Linked DNA regions of Sus scrofa: region 1 is linked to region 2. A link is a contact called in public promoter capture Hi-C data. All regions are on one chromosome and are shown on one strand. The core of a region is the stretch at or near the end of the contact, and the rest is flanking DNA. Distances in the headings are between cores, read along the strand shown. Region 1 holds the start of SRP72 (signal recognition particle subunit SRP72). Region 2 holds the start of EXOC1 (exocyst complex component 1).

The links. Promoter capture Hi-C pulls out the DNA fragments that hold promoters and counts their contacts.
Region 1: a contact with region 2 is called in a promoter capture Hi-C map of liver, with 5 times the contacts expected there. The contact joins the promoter of SRP72 here to the promoter of EXOC1 in region 2. A contact is called at or near these places in 1 of 5 promoter capture datasets (liver) and 2 of 2 datasets of contacts at active chromatin or transcription factors (alveolar macrophages and skeletal muscle).

The regions. Positions count from the first base shown.
Region 1 is chr8:55,726,851-55,730,610 of Sscrofa11.1, reverse strand. It overlaps SRP72 (signal recognition particle subunit SRP72), which reads right to left and starts at 1,409. Exons shown (of 20, transcript XM_021100536.1): 1 at 1,253-1,409. The coding sequence starts at 1,364.
Region 2 is chr8:55,187,655-55,191,648 of Sscrofa11.1, reverse strand. It overlaps EXOC1 (exocyst complex component 1), which reads right to left and starts at 2,283. Exons shown (of 19, transcript XM_003356946.4): 1 at 2,101-2,283.

The DNA.
Region 1 (3,760 bases), core at 160-2,659, 540 kb before region 2:
TAAGAAGACAAAAGGCAAAGTAACTAAATAAATAAACGTCCAATAAAAAAAGAGAAGAAGCAAGAATGAAGCTGTTTACTATAGCTTTTTCATCTTGGGACACACGCTACATCATACATATTTCATTACTTCACAGCAAAAGAAAAAAGTTCACATAGAACTTGGAAGCAAATGTCAGCTTTGAGTACAGGGTTGTCACTAATGCCTTGAGGTCCTGGACAAGTCATTTGACTGCCAAATCTCAATTTTCTTTTCTTTTTTGTCTTTCTGCCTTTTCTTGAGCTGCTCCCAAGGCATATGGAGGTTCCCAGGCTAGGCGTCTAATCGGAGCTGTAGCCACAGGCCTACGCCAGAGCCACAGCAACGCTGGGATCCGAGCCGCGTCTGCGACCCACACCACAGCTCACGGCCACGCCAGATCCTTAACCCACTGTTAAAGGATGAACAGTAAAGGCTGTTGAAAATTCACACTTGTATGTTACAGAAATACCTCGTATGTTATTTCTGTAACTACATTTCCACACCTAACAAATACAGGGAATATCTTCAGGTAAAAATTTACCTCGACAGAGCTTAAAAAGCATGGCCGTATTACACTTGGATGACGAAGGATAAAATATGGGCTGAACGTCATATCGGAGGAGCTGACTCGAAATGATCAGATAAACTTTGCTTTGCAAGGTTATTTCAAACGTCACTGCTTTTACACACTCTTTTTCTGGTGTGGGGCGGGCCTGTCTGCGGACGTCGGATCCAGCCCGAGCCTCTACCCCGAGTGGGTGCGGCTTCCACCTCGTCAGTGCTAGCTTCCCAATGACGTGTCCTAGGCGCTGCCTCCCCGCGCTGCGCCCCAAGAGAACAGGCCCCTCAGCGATACTGTCTCATCACCCCGCTAAAAGGCGGGCGAAAAGGACGCGATGGGAATGGAGCATTTGCAAGACTGGACGTGCAAACAGTGCAGTGTAATAAAAACACCTTGGAGGGGACTCCGGCAGCTGCAGTCCCTTCAGAGATGCCCTGGCCTCGCGCAGAAGGTAGAGAGGGAAGCAAACGTGGCCTGAAGCCGCCACGGACCCAGGGCCGGCCAGGACGCGGAGGGGCTGCGTCCCGCGTCCGCTGGGCGCTCCAGCCGCGGCGGCGGTGGGCTCTCCCCTCCCCGGGTCTGCCGGGAGGTGGTCACGCGCCCCCGAAGGAGGCCGCATCCTCCCGGCGGGCCGGCTCCCCCGGCCCCGGCGCCCACGCGGGCACTTACTCTTATTGACGGTTTTGAGAGCGCGCGTAAAGTCGCCGTTCTGGCCGTAACGGTTCACTTCGCTCCAGAGTGCAGGCACCGACACCCCCCCACCGCCGCCACCGCTCGCCATCTTGGCGGGGACGCGGGCGACCTCTGACCCGGAAGAGGATGCGGAGGGTCCGCGCGAAGCGGAAGCCGGGGCCGCGGGGCTCGGGGGTCGGAGGCACCCAGAACCGTGAGGCGGTGTCGGCTCCGCCGGCGTGGTTCGTAGAGCTAGGAGTGCACGTAGACAGAGCCGATGCGCCGTACTTGGAGCGGGTTGGAGGAACAACCCCTGAAGCCCGGGGCGGGGGGGCGGGTAGCGGGGCGGCGGCGGCGCAACGTGCGTTTCCGGGGTGGTGGCGGCGCAGCGTGCCTGCAGAGGCGGAGCTGGGCAGCAGTCCCCGGAGCCTAGGGGAGGCCTGTGTGGTGGGGAAGCACTGCTGGAAGCCGTGGGAGGCCTCGCTAGGGGAGGGCAGGGCCGAGTCGGCTTCCTGCTGCCTAGAACTGCCCCGAGGAATCACCGTCCGAAGGGGGTCTGGGCAGGGGATTCGGAAAACCTGGGGCTGGTTCTGGGTAATCCAGGCGGAGAAGCGAACATGAGGAAAGGCACAGAAAAAGCAAAGACTCTCCAGGCGCCAAGCATGTTTGGTGAATCCCCCTCGGCTGCCAGGTCGGGAGCAGTGGGCACTAAGGCCCGAAGGGTAATGAGTTTGGAGCGAGAATACCCAGGTACCATTCCTGGCTCTGCGACCCCCCAGATGTCTGACGGAGCGGGATGTCAGAGTCCCAGTTTTCGCCACCATAAAGTATGGGTGACGTATCAGGGTTGTAGGATAAATGATACCTACGCATCCGGGCACAATAAGCGCTGGAGTGACACAGGAATGTAGGGGTTAGGATGTGTTTGAGGGTCAGGACCGAGTACCTAAAGGAGTGTGCTCCTCCGGAGAATGACAGGCTCTTCCATTGAACGCCTCCTCTGCAGACCCATTTTTGGCACCATCTTACCGCTTCCTGCCACTCCCCGCCTCTTTCCCAGCAGCCTAGCTAATGCCTTTTCTATATCGCTGTGTCCTTCTGGTTCCAGAGAACAAGTTAGCACTCTGATTGCGCAGCAGTTCCCCCATGACACCCTCTTGGAGCTCTCTACCCTGAGCACTGCTCGTTTAAGGTCCGTCTCTCCACAGGGACTACAATTCCTAGTGGCCCTAGGATTTAGCACGTTTCCTGGCCTATAGTTGGAACGCTACTTTTTAACTGAATGGACTTTTACTTATTTCTCCCCTACTCTTTGCGTTCTTTGTGAGCAGAAGCGATGTCCAGCTCCTGGTTATGTCCCATGGCGCCTGGCACATTCCATCTGTGGTCCCTATGTGCAGTGGAGAAACGGCACTAATGGTCCAGTGAACTCTGCCTCAGGAGGGTACGATCTCTTGTGAGTTAGTACAAATCACCAGGAGAGCTGTGGACCTCTGCTGCCTGCATAACTGTCACACGTTTCAAGCCATTTATATCTGACTTTCAGATGGATGCAGAGAGCTCTAGATGATATTTGGTGTACCCGAAACTTTGTGGGAATTTTTCTGAAGATTTTGTAGCTTTCATCCAATTCTCCAAAGAAATTTATATCATCTCTCCCCCTGCCCACCTCCACCCCAAAAGTTAAGAATCACTGTCTTAGTAGTGCCTTTTCAGAAGGCTGACTTTATGTAAGGATTCACAATTTGCATTTCTGTAGACTATATACTTTGTAGCTTCTAGAAAGTTCCTTAGAATTCCTCTGCTGTGGATTCATATGGTTCTCTTTCTTTTTTCATTTGTAATGGTGTTTGTGCAAACAGGACATAAATGTATGAATTTAATCTGCATTTTTTGGGGGTGGCTTTTTAGGTCTGTACCCACAGCTTATGGAAGTTCCCTGGCTCAAGGTCAAATCAGTGCTATGGTTGCCGGCCTACACCACAGCTCACAGCAATGCCAGATCCTTAACCCACTGAGCAAGGCCAGGGATCAAACCCTCATCCTCATGGACACTAGTTGGGTTCATTACTACTGAGGCATGGGAACTCCTTAATCTGCCATTTTTTTTTTTTATTACTCAAATGAATTTATCACATCTGTAGTTGTATAATGATCATAACAATTCAGTTTCACAGGATTTCCATCCCATAACCCAAGCACATCCCCCCAGCCCCCAAACTGTCTCCTCTGGAGACCATAAGTTTATCAATGTCTGTAAGTCTGCATCTGTTCTGCAAAGAAGTTCAGTCTGTCCTTTTTTCAGATTCCACATGTCAGTGAAAGCATTTGATGTTGGTGTCTCACCCGTCTGAATGACTTAGCATGATAATTTCTAGGTCCATCCATGTTGCTAAAAATGCCAGTATTTTGTTCCTTTTAATGGCTGAGTAATATTCCATCGTGTATATGGACCACATCTTCTTGATCCACTCCTCTGCTGATGGACATTTAGGTTGTTTCCAT
Region 2 (3,994 bases), core at 1,034-3,533:
GTGGTGTAGGTTGCAGACGCGGCTCGGATCCCGAGTTGCTGTTGCTGTGGCTCTGGCGTAGGCCAGTGGCTACAGCTCCGATTAGACCCCTAGCCTGGGAATCTCCATATGCCGCGGGAGCGGCCCAAGAAATGGCAAAAAGACAAAAAAAAAAAAAAATAAAAAAAAAAGGATAAATCCTTTTCTACTTCTCTAACACTTCCCCTCCAGTCTGCTAACACAGAACTTAAAAACCATATGGTCTAGCCAGTTGTATTGTCTCCCCCATTAAAAGTGTTTCCTTGGAGGCAAGGATCATGCCTCATTCATCTTGGTACTACTAGAACTTGGGAAAGACATAGCAGGCATTTAATAAACTAAGGAGTTCTCACTGCGACGCGGTGGGACTGGCAGTGTTTCTGGAGTGCTGGGATGCAGGTTCGATCCCCAGCCCAGCACCGTGGGTTAAGGATCAGGCATTGCTGCAACTTCGGCTGGGATCTGATCCTTGCCCAGGAACTCCATAGGCCATGGGATGGCCAAAAAAGAATAAATAAATAAACCAAAATAATAGAACCAAATAACATGACAACTAAAGCATTCTGCTGACTTCATCTACACATAATTTGTCCTTTCTGTTCCTACTGCCAACACACCAACCCTGATTCACTTCAACTATATCTATTTAACACTACAACATTTGGTTTTTTCTTTGCAAGCTTCCACATTCCCAAAACTCTCAACAAATAATACTAGAACATAGCTTTCATCACAATATGGTCTTGCTCAAAATTTTCTTAATGTTCCCAAATACAAACCTTCCACTCCAAGCCCTCTGTTCATTCTGGTCTTTAAATCTCTGCTTAGGTGCTTTTCCATGGAGTGAGTATAACCATAATTATACTTCATGGTTTTTATGAAGTTGATTCAATAAGGATCTTAATCCAAATTCATCTCTCAACTGCTAAAGCTCTTACTGCATTGCCTACACAATCAAGCACTTGCTACCTAACTGGTTCATAAACTCACAAGCTCCTGGACCTCAAGAACCCTCCTGAAAGAGAGAGGGCTTAGGGGCAGGCATAGCTCTATGTTCTTTCTTAGTAGGAACTGAAGGAGTACCTCTTCAGGTAACCTGAACTGGACAGTAAATCCATGATTACATGGATGACTCATAGGGGCTAGCATTGACCACACAGACCCTCTTTGGTCCAAAGCAAGGACTGACTGCATGGGAAGTGGTAAAACAAGAGGGACTGGGCATGGTTCATAAAGGAGTTAAAGGAGCATAATGAAAAGCGCTATGTGACCCTCATTCGTTCGGCAAATACTGGTGCCTCCTAAGTGCCAGGCACGGTGCTAGCTTACAGCGGCGAATACGACAGACATACCACGAAGACAGGAGAGCCATGCCTCCAATGGCAGCTGCATCCTAAGGGTAGAGTGATTAACTCTCCAGTCTTTACAGGGTTTTTTTTTTTTGTTAGTGGATAAATCATTAGAGGTCCGTCCAAACTTTTCCAGGTGAAAGCACCCACTCTGACAGCGTTCTGGGGAGTCAGCCACAAGATTCTGTGCTGGCTCCTGCTTCCCTAAATCCGGCTGGATCGTTAGTGTGTGATAAACGCCTGGCAGCAAGAGGGCCTTGTCAGCGGGTATGGGTTGGGCCCTGGAGGCTCCTGGACATTTTAGCGCGTGGATTACTGTCCTCCGAAGAGAACGCGAGGCACGGAGACGGGGAAGTGCACTTAAGAGACTAAGAAGAAAGCGGGGATTTGAACCCAAAAGGGAAAGGCACTGCCGCGCCCCCTCTCCGGACCCACAGTGGGGAGCGGACGGTCAGCGCTGTCTCGCACTGAAATGTGGAGCCCACGGGCGGGACCGGAGAGGGCCGTGAGCACTGCCCTCCCAACCCCAGGGACAGCGAGGTTGAGGGTGCGCGGCTGGACCCTGCGCCTCGCCCAGGCCGGTTAGAGAAGAGGGTCTGGCGGGAGGGACGGCAGCGGTACCCAATCGGGGCGCCGGGCCGGCAGCAGGACCCAGGACCCGCCGCACCCCTCGGCGTCCTCCGGTCCGCCCGTCTGCCGCCGGCACTGCTGGACTCCGCCGCCGAAGGCTTACCGCAAGGCCGGACGAGCCCGGCGATGCCCAGGCAGGTCCTCCAAGACCACGACAAGACGGGGCCCCCGCGGACCCGCTACTCGGACGCGCCCCTCAGCTGAGCGGCCAGCGGAAGGAGGCCTTCTGTCCCCACTTCCCGTTTCCGGGCACCTGACGCGCCTCCACGCCGGAAGTGGGCAGGAAGAGAAGAAAGGAGACGCGGCGGGGGCCCGGGGAGGGGGTGGGGCCAGTCTCGCCGGAGGGGCGCGTCCAGGGCCGGCGGGGGCGGAGCCTCATCGCCTGGCAGCTGACTGAGGACCTGGGGGCTTGGTGCTACCTGTTACTTTTTCTTGAACAGTTACTGATTCAGCTCTGCTCTTGATTTAAGAAGAGATCCGATTAAATGTGTCCGTTTTTGTACATGTAAAGCTCTGTTAACTCTAGATACTTGCTATTCGTAGCATGGAGTTTAAGTTAAATCAGAATTGGTGCGGTTGATTAAAAACGTGGTCCGTGGACCAGCTGCTTGGGTATCAACTGGGCTTCTTTAGAAAATACAGCCTCCCCAGCCTACTTCAGATCTGCTAAATGGGAATCTGCCTCTTAACAAGGTGACGCCTGTGTTCATTTAAGTTTGAGAAGCCCAGATTGCCAATGTTGCTGGTTTCAAGGCAAGTGACTTATTCCATATTCTTGGCACTTATACCATATTCTTGGCACCTGTTTGATGCCAGGCACTTTGATCCAGGTGTGGAGGTGGTTGGGGCATGAATTACACCCTGAAGAAGTTTACAGTGTGGTAGGGCCAAACAAAATAGACACAAATACATATACAGCAAGACCAAACAGGGCACATAAAATGTGCCAGTAATTCAAAGGAGTGATTTCTTTGCTCTAGTTGCAAACAGTCCTTTGCAAGGATTCTGCAGGGACCCCTTCATGCAAGTATTCTTTTATTTTACAAAGAGTGTCACCTCAATGCCAGGCGCTGAGTTAGGTGCTGGAGCTACAAAGACAGGGATCCCACTAAAAAGAGGGCTCACTGTGATTGGGGAGGTGATTAAACAGATGGATAAAGTACAGCCTAGTAAGGTAAACCAAACAACAAAAGAAGAAAATCTTAGGTGGAAAATGAAACAAGACCGAAAAAAAAAAAAAAAAAAAATCTGCATAACCCAGCCAAATCCAGACTTGCAGACTCCTTCTTATACAACAGGCCCATGTAATGAATGAATTCCTAAAGCCAAGATAGCCCAGAGGCCACAGACTACATGGTTCAACAAAACGACCCCTGTCTATAAAAGACCAAGCACTCCCCTGTGGTGGTGGTGGTGGTGGGGGGGTCCTGAGCCTTGCCTGCTCAGAGCTCCTGATCAATCTGTTGGTAAATAAACACTGCTTGCAATCTCATTGCTCTGGCTTCTGCCTCATTCTTCCCCACTGTTCAAATGGAAAAAAAGAGATAAATTACCATGGGAATGCAGAAGAGGGAGTAACTCACTTTGCTGAGATTGAATCACTGAGAAAGGGATAAGCTGTGCAAAGATAGAATTTGGTGGGAGAACAGCAAGGATAGTAGGGACTCATTTGCTACCGAGATCAATATGCTCCAGGCAGTGCTACTTGAAATGCTTTCCAGTTCCACTGAATGACTTCCCTTTTAGAGCAGGATCTGATCTAGTCGAATCATCCTAAAGACCTCTTAGATCCTTCCAGCTTGGGCCCAGAAGCTTACTGTGGACACCCTTTCTATGACAATTGTGTGTGCTGTTTTGTCCTATTATCTTTGGTTTTGTTTAGTTTTAAACCTATTTGCAGCCCTCAACATTGGGAAATGAATCACTTTTCAGAATCCCAGCCTTCTTCCCTAAACTCCAGATCTTTGTGTCCACTGCCTCCCCAACATTTCCACCTG